Linked DNA regions of Macaca mulatta: region 1 is linked to region 2. A link is a contact called in public Hi-C data. All regions are on one chromosome and are shown on one strand. The core of a region is the stretch at or near the end of the contact, and the rest is flanking DNA. Distances in the headings are between cores, read along the strand shown. Region 1 holds the start of JADE1 (jade family PHD finger 1). Region 2 holds the start of PGRMC2 (progesterone receptor membrane component 2).

Region 1 (3,790 bases), core at 1,038-3,537, 510 kb after region 2:
TCTCCTGACTTCTTGTCCAGGGCTATTTATAGCACATAGCACTATCTCAGTCGATGAGTATTCTGAAGTCATGGCATAATTGAGACTCCGTACATGGCACCTTCAGTCCTGTTCAGTGTGTCAGTGTGTGAAGTTTGTGTGCCATTTTATCCCTTTGTTTTTGTCATTCATTTTATTCAATACTTTTGTTGGTGCCTAATGTTTTTGATAGAAAAAGCAAGTAAAAGAGTAAGCAGCAAATGTGAGTTAAAAATTTTCTTCAGACAAATGCGTGAAGTAATGCTGTTTGGAATTTAGAAAAGTTGCAATTTTTGATGGAGAGAAAACCAAGAAAGAGACCAGTGGTGGCCGAGGGAATGGACAACCTCCTATTGCCAGGGCCTCTACTCCTGAACTGTTATGAGGTTGCCTGTTTCCTCTTAACAACCCTTCAGGTTAGGGGCCAGCTGTTAACTTCATTTTATTACCAGGAAAGAAACTGAGGCTCAGATAAAGTTCTTTTATCCCACAGGCACACAAAGTGGTAACTGAGAGAGCCAGATCCAACCATGTCTGGCTACAAAGCCTGTGTACTTCAACTTCTACAGAGAGTATGTGCAAGGCGAACCAATGAAAATAGCAATAACTGAAGTGCAATACTAAGAATAGTAATAATGATAGTTAACACAGTGCTTTACATGTGTGATCGCTTTGAACAGGATTAAGTGAACACATGAATAGGACTGGCAGGGACTCTTTCTATTCTTCATTAGTGAAACAGGAGAGGACACATACACTACTTAGGATTTCCACTGGCTTACTTTGTTTTCTGAAAAATAACTGAAAGGCTCAATTAGTTTTGTTTTGTCGCATTTATCAGATTATAATGTTTTGGATGTGGGTCTGAATGTGGGTGGATGGGCTGGTGTGGGATTATGTGAAATCAAACCTGATATATTCAGAAAGGTTCTTCCTGTGGATACATATGCCTTTTGGGTTCGATACTTAGTTTGGTAATTAGTGATCACTGTTCCTATTTACTGAATGGGAGTTTTTTTTTTTTTTTTTGAGACGGAGTTTCGCTCTTGTTGCCCAGGCTGGAGTGCAATGGAGCGATATGGGCTCATCACAACCTCCACCTCTGGGGTTCAAGCGATTCTCCTGCCTCAGCCTCCCCAGCAGTTGGGATTACAGGCACGTACCACCACGCCTGGCTAATTTTGTATTTTTTAGTAGAGACAGGGTTTCTTCATGTTGGTCAGGCTGCTCTCGAACTCCCGACCTCAGGTGATCCGCCTGCCACGACCTCCCAAAGTGTTGGGACTACAGGCGTGAGCCACCGCGCCCGGCCTGAATGGGAGTTTCTAATCCGTACTTTTTTCCTTTTCAAGCTGAATGTCATATACCCCTCTATTTCCCTAGGCGAATCCATGAAAGAAGTATGTTGCCCTCCATATGAAAAAGCAAGTTTGTCTTCTGCATAAAATCAGTAACCACTCATTTTTAACACATTAATACCCCCCAAATGAATCTCTGATGACTGATCTGATACTAGCTTGTAATTCTAGTTTTAGCATTAGGCTCACTGCTCTTATTTGGGAGAAGATGTCCAATTCTGCAGTAATGTGTAACATAAAGTGGTGTCAATTTATAAATAATATCTTCTAATGGATTAATGCTCATTTGCAATGATCACTTCCATACAAATTTAGGTAAAGATGTTATTCAGAATTGGATTATCTATATTAAAAAATGTCATCCTAATGTGCAACTCCCTAAAACTGTTACTACAAACAACTCTTTTGCCACTCAGCCTAAAAATAAAACCTTTCACCCAAATGACACATCTCAATAGCCACATTTTAATCTACATAAATTTTTAAACTATTTTGAAAGAATCCATTTCTAGATGTCAGACAAGAGTTGAAATTGGGACAGCAGTTTGAAGGGGCTAATTTAAAAACCCACTTCCCTGCTTGGAGACACCTCAAGAATTTCTAGGCTCACAAGGTGGGTGAAGTAAGGAAAGAGACTTTTAAGAGCTAAACAGTGCCGTTCTTTGCGAGTCCCGACTGGCGCAGGCCGAGCCGGCTGCGGCGAGGGCTGCGAAGAGTTAACGAGGGACCGAGCCCCCCAAGTCGCGGGCTCCCCGCATGCTCCCTCCGCCCTCCCGTCCCCACCCTCTCGTTTTGGCAAGGGATTAAAGTGCTCCCCCCTGTGGCAGCAGTGACCCAGAAATGAGTTTGATTCACACAGTCCTTCCTCCATAACAAGCCAAACCAGACCGAGAGTGCCTCCGTGCGCGAGTGCCGGGTGTGTGCGCGCCGGCTAGAGCACGGGCCCGCCCGGCTCCCCGCCCGCTCGCCCGCCGCGGCCCGAACTCATGCAGCTCCGAGCGAGCGAGCGGCGCCCAGCCCAGCGCCTCGGCCGAACCCCTCCGCAGCAGGTACGCGCGCGGGCCGCGGGGGGCGCGCGGGGTGGGCTCGCCGCGCGTGTGTCCGCGCGTGGGTCCGTGTGCGCGTCCCGGTCCCGCGGCGGCGACGGCGGCGGCGGCGGCGGCGGCGGCGGCTGCAGGACGAGCCGAGAGGCTCAGCCATATTTGATGGTTTTGTTGCTTTGCTCGGGAGTTCTCGGGAGTAATTTAATGCCGAAGGTCGCTGCCTAGTGGAAATAATATAGTACGTCATTAATATGGCGCCAAAAGATTGGGTTCTCGATATGTAGCTAGGAGGGAGGGAGGCAGCCGCTGAGCGCAGCGTTACTATCCCACCAGTAACTTGGGCATTGCCGGGGCGGGGGCCAGAGGAGGAGGAGGAGAGGATGATTTTTGGATCCTGAGAATTGATCTATGTTGGATCAGTAAGTTTTATTATGATTTTTTTTTTCAAATTTGGGGGGCTGAAGACTTAGAGCTGTTTCTTCTTTTGGATTTGCGAAGAACATGCGGTTTTCAGGTGAATCATCAATTAAACGCGTTTAGGAGCAGAAGCCCAGTTTAAGTTGCTTTTAGTTTATAGGTTTTTTTTTTTTTTTAATAGAAAGCCAAAGTGCATTAGGCTGCATGAAAGTGGAAAGCATAGTAGCAACTTGGTAGACAGATGGCAATGGCAGAACGCAGGTTCGCGTACATATATGAATCCAGAGTGTGTGAGACCGTGTGTGTGGTGGGACTGTATTTGTCCAAACATAGGTGTGTGTAGGTACATTTGTGTGTGGTGGCCGCAGCCCTGGCTCTTGTCACCGCGTCGCCACATGTCCAAAATATTCATTGCATCAATTCAAGGGCAGTGAGAGGGGGGTGGGGGGCGGGGGTGGAGGGACAGCTTGGCAATTCTTCCGAATTGGGCTTCCAGTGGTCAGATCTTTTACTTACAGCGCGACAGCTTGTAAAGTGTAAAACCCCTTCATCGATGAAATGGGGTAGGGGTTGGCGGTTGGTAGAGCAAAGTACCGATTAATCATGAACTTAAAGGGGATTGCAAATTGCAACCTTTGGCACCATCTGCAAATTGTGGGGGTGGGGTCTCTTGGTCTCCTTGCTTCCTTAAATGAACGTGTAGTGTGTACCCCGGGACTGCAAGTTGCAGAGCCCTTCAGTGCACGTGTCTTGTGCCTGTGAGTCTGTGTTTGCGAGTTGGGGGCTGTTGTTCGGTAGCCAGCAGGCTTTCCGGGTTGCTCGGCATTGGCTTGCAAATGCGGGAGAGGGATGGAATGTGGAATGTTGACCGGGGAACCGAATCCTGTCGGAACGGTCCCATTTGCTGGAGAAATTCGATCCCTTCCACCTCCTTCCCGCTCCCCCCCGCCCGCC
Region 2 (3,588 bases), core at 232-2,731:
ATATACCAACAGGTTCCATGAGTCTGGAGTTTATTAACATAATCCAAAATGTATGCTATAACCACACTGTAAAACAAGGGCTTCTAAATCAACTACCCTACACAAAGTTCTCTGAAAACAAATTTCTAAAAATCTTTAACTTGCATAACTGGCACATGGGGGTATGAATCTACGACTCTTCTAAGTTTTTTCTCCTCAGTTCTGCTAAGTGAAAACACAAGTCATTATCAACGTGTACTTGAAAAGCAGAAAAAAAAAAAAAGAAACGAGAGACATGCCTGCTGGGTATAGGAGCTCCACCCCCAAAACTCAGGGCGAATATCCTTACCAGTCTTTAATAAGCTCTGCATTCTGGTCTGTCCTCATCCCACATACCTTGTTAATCATGGAAAGCAACTCCGAACTAAAACTGGTTTAAAAAGAGTCCGAGGTGTTGCTTATTCGTCCGGACTTCAGAGACTGGAGGGTTGGGACTTTACATGCCCCTAAACGTGGCCTTACGGAGAGCAATACAGCGAGGGAAAAAGGAGATCAGTGGCCAAAAAAAAAAAAAAAAAGGAGCGTGGGGCGGGGGCAAGGAAAAGCAAGCTGTGAATTACAGAGCGTAAAACTTTAGTTTAGGTCCCAACTTCAGAAATCTCCCTTCCCTGGTGCCCCAACCACCCCAGGAATTAGGAGACTCAAAAGAGGTTAAGGGCCAGCGCTGATCGGTGACAAATGTAACGATTTTGAAAAATCCAGCCAAAAAAAAAAAAAAAAAAAAGGCTGCGAGGAGAAATGGCATGGAAGAAAGATGAATGCTGAGAGCTGGTCGCTGGGGCGCCAGCGGGGACCCTGGTTTCGGGAGAAGAGCTGGAGGTGCCCGCAGCTGCGGGGGGGCGGCGTATGCGTAGGGGCGGGGCGGGCCGTCCCAGGTGCGGCGGCCGAGGCGCGGGGGTCCAGGCGACGAGAAGGCTGGGCAAACTAACCCGGTGCCCAGAGGCCTCCCCGTCCGAAGGGGGTCGTGCTTGAGCTGTAGTGGGTCCTTCCCCTCCCCTTCCAACTCCTCACCCGGGCCGTAGAACTTGCTGCCTTTGGTCACGTCGAAGACTTTCCCATTAACCGCGAGCAGGATGCGCGGGTTGCGGGACCCGTCGTACTGGCGCAGCTGCTCCAAACTGAAGTCCCGCTTCTTCATGCGAGGCAGAGAGGCAGCGGGGCTCTCCTCGCCCGCCCCGGCCCCGGTCCCCAGACCCCGCCGCCCCCAGCGCACCCACAGCCGGTAGGCCCCCAGCAGCACCAGCGCCACCAGCGCCACGTTCAGCAGCATCTCCCCGCCCCCCGTCAGAAGCGCCAACGCCGCCGCCGCCCAGCCGCCCCCTTCCGCTGCCGCTCCCGCGCCGCCCGGACTCTCGCTGCCGCCGTCGCTGCTGCTCTCGCTGCCACTCCCCAGGGTGCCTAGCTTCACGTCCCCATCACCCGCCGCCATCACTGCCCGCCAGCGCCTTCCTCCTCCTCCCCGCCCCCTGCCCCCCCCAACCCCACGGCCGGCCCCGCCCATCTGGGGGCCTCCCAGCCAATAACGTGAGGAGAGGGGGCGGGGTCAGGGCCGCTCCTGATTGGGTGTTGACGGGGTAACGTTGTCTCGGATCTCTCCCGCCGCCTCCCTTCTTTCGCTGGCCGCGCACGCGTGCGACGCCCCGCCCACCTCGCCCCACACTTCCCTGCTCTAGCTGCAAGCCTCCGCTAGGTTAAGTAGACGAGGGGGGCGGGTCTGAAGAGAAGATGCTACGGCGGCCGCTCGGACGCTCTTGGGCGGGGCGAGACCACAGCGCGTGCGCGGGCTCCTGAGCGCCACGCGCTCTCCTCTTGCTCCGTAACCCCTACGGGAGGCACGCCCCTCCAGTTCCCTGGCTCTGCGCGTGCGCCCCGGAATCGCTTCGCTTCCCAGGCCTGGGTTCGCGTCCGCAAACTCCCGCCTTCTTGCGCTCGCTCCGCCCGGGAGCTTCACGTGCGCCTTGGCGGCTACGGCGGGGGCAGATCCGGGCGGGACGCCTGGCGGAGGACAGGTGGCTTGTGGGAGGCTGGGGCATAGTTGAGCTGCAAGGCGCAAACCCATGAGGGGCATCTGCTTTTTCCCAGGGCGCTGTGGCGTTTTTCGGGAAACTGGCAGCTTGGGCGCGCAGACCGGGAAGCGGCGAGAAGTTTTGGCGACGAGCTTGGGTCTTCCTGGAACGGAGAGAAAGCACGGAGCCCGCACCGGGCTTCTCTGGCATCGGCAGTCTACGTGCTCCTCGCCCTGGCACCGAGCAGCCACTCCCCGCTGGGTTTGGCCAAGGCTGCTCTTGTAGAATTTTAAAGGATTTAGAGTCTCGTTATTCCTTGAATCATAATCTCTGCGGCCGTAGGGAAGTGGACAGGTTGAGGTCGTCTTTCTATTCGTCATTCACTCTTATTTGCAGATTCTGTTTTTTGTACTTGGGACGACTCACACCTTAAAATTCTGGTGTGAAAAAGTGACCTCTGAAGTCTCACGCACTCGACTCGTTTGACGTGTTCTCTCTTGCCCTTGTCTGTTGTCTTGAGTCTCATAGGATAGGTTTGAACCTTTCACTGTCGGTTTTGGAGGAGCCACTGAGGATACTGATGGGGCAAGTGACAGGGTCGATACTCTTGTAGAGAGGTTATATAGCAGCCAGATGTCTGAAGGATTAGAGGCAGGGGAAAGAGTGGGAAATCAGTAGGCTAGGGTATTTGTGCGTGAGGTGAGGAGACTCAGAGCTAGTGGAGACATTAGAGCAGGGGTTGGCAAACATTTTTTGTAAAGGGCCCGATTATATTTTAAGTCTCTGCCTTAACTACTCAACTCTACCTTATAACGAGAAAGCAGCCATAGACAATACTTGAATGAGTGCGGCTGTGTTCCAATAAAACTATAGACATTGAACTTTTTTTTTTTTTTTTGAGACGAGTCTTGCTGTGTTGCCCAGGCTGGAGTGCAGTGGCTGGATCTCGGCTCACTGCAAGCTCCGCCTCCCGGGTTTACGCCATTCTCCTGCCTCAGCCTCCTGAGTAGCTGGGACTTACAGGCGCCCGCCACCTCGCCCGGCTAGTTTTTTTTTTTTTTGGTAGAGACGGGGTTTCACTGTGTTAGCCAGGATGGTCTCGATCTCCTGACCTCGTGATCAGCCTGTCTCGGCCTCCCAAAGTGCTGGGATTACAGGCTTGAGCCACGGCGTCCGGCCGACATTGAACTTTTAATATAATTTCAGGTATGAAATATTCTTTTGATTTTTAAAAAATCATTTAAATATGTAAAAACTTCTATTTTTTAGTCCTGGAGAGGTGTAGAAACAACTTATGAGCCATATTGCTGAGCCCTACATTAGAGGTACTTGAGGGGAGTGACACAATTGGTAATGAATAACCATATACTCTATCCTTCAATATGGAACACTTTTGGAAGTAAAGTGGGGCATTAATAATTATAGCCAGAGAACAGGAGTTAAATCAGTTTATCCCAGGCAAACCTAAAGGAATAATCACCTTAAGGTTAAGGGTTAGGAGAAGTCAAAATTGCTTTAGGGCTTAGTAACAGAAAATGGGAGG

What was found. A called contact is a pair of places that touch in the nucleus more often than the background predicts.
Region 1: a Hi-C map of fetal cortex germinal zone shows a contact between it and region 2, with 6 times the contacts expected there. The contact joins the promoter of JADE1 here to the promoter of PGRMC2 in region 2. A contact is called at or near these places in 4 of 14 Hi-C or Micro-C datasets (blood, fetal cortex germinal zone, fetal cortical plate and 1 more).

Annotation. Positions count from the first base shown.
Region 1 is chr5:137,565,122-137,568,911 of T2T-MMU8v2.0, forward strand. JADE1 (jade family PHD finger 1) reads left to right here and starts at 2,288. Exons shown (of 11, transcript NM_001266133.1): 1 at 2,288-2,425.
Region 2 is chr5:137,053,764-137,057,351 of T2T-MMU8v2.0, forward strand. It overlaps PGRMC2 (progesterone receptor membrane component 2), which reads right to left and starts at 1,482. Exons shown (of 3, transcript XM_001082791.5): 1 at 1,051-1,482. The coding sequence starts at 1,468.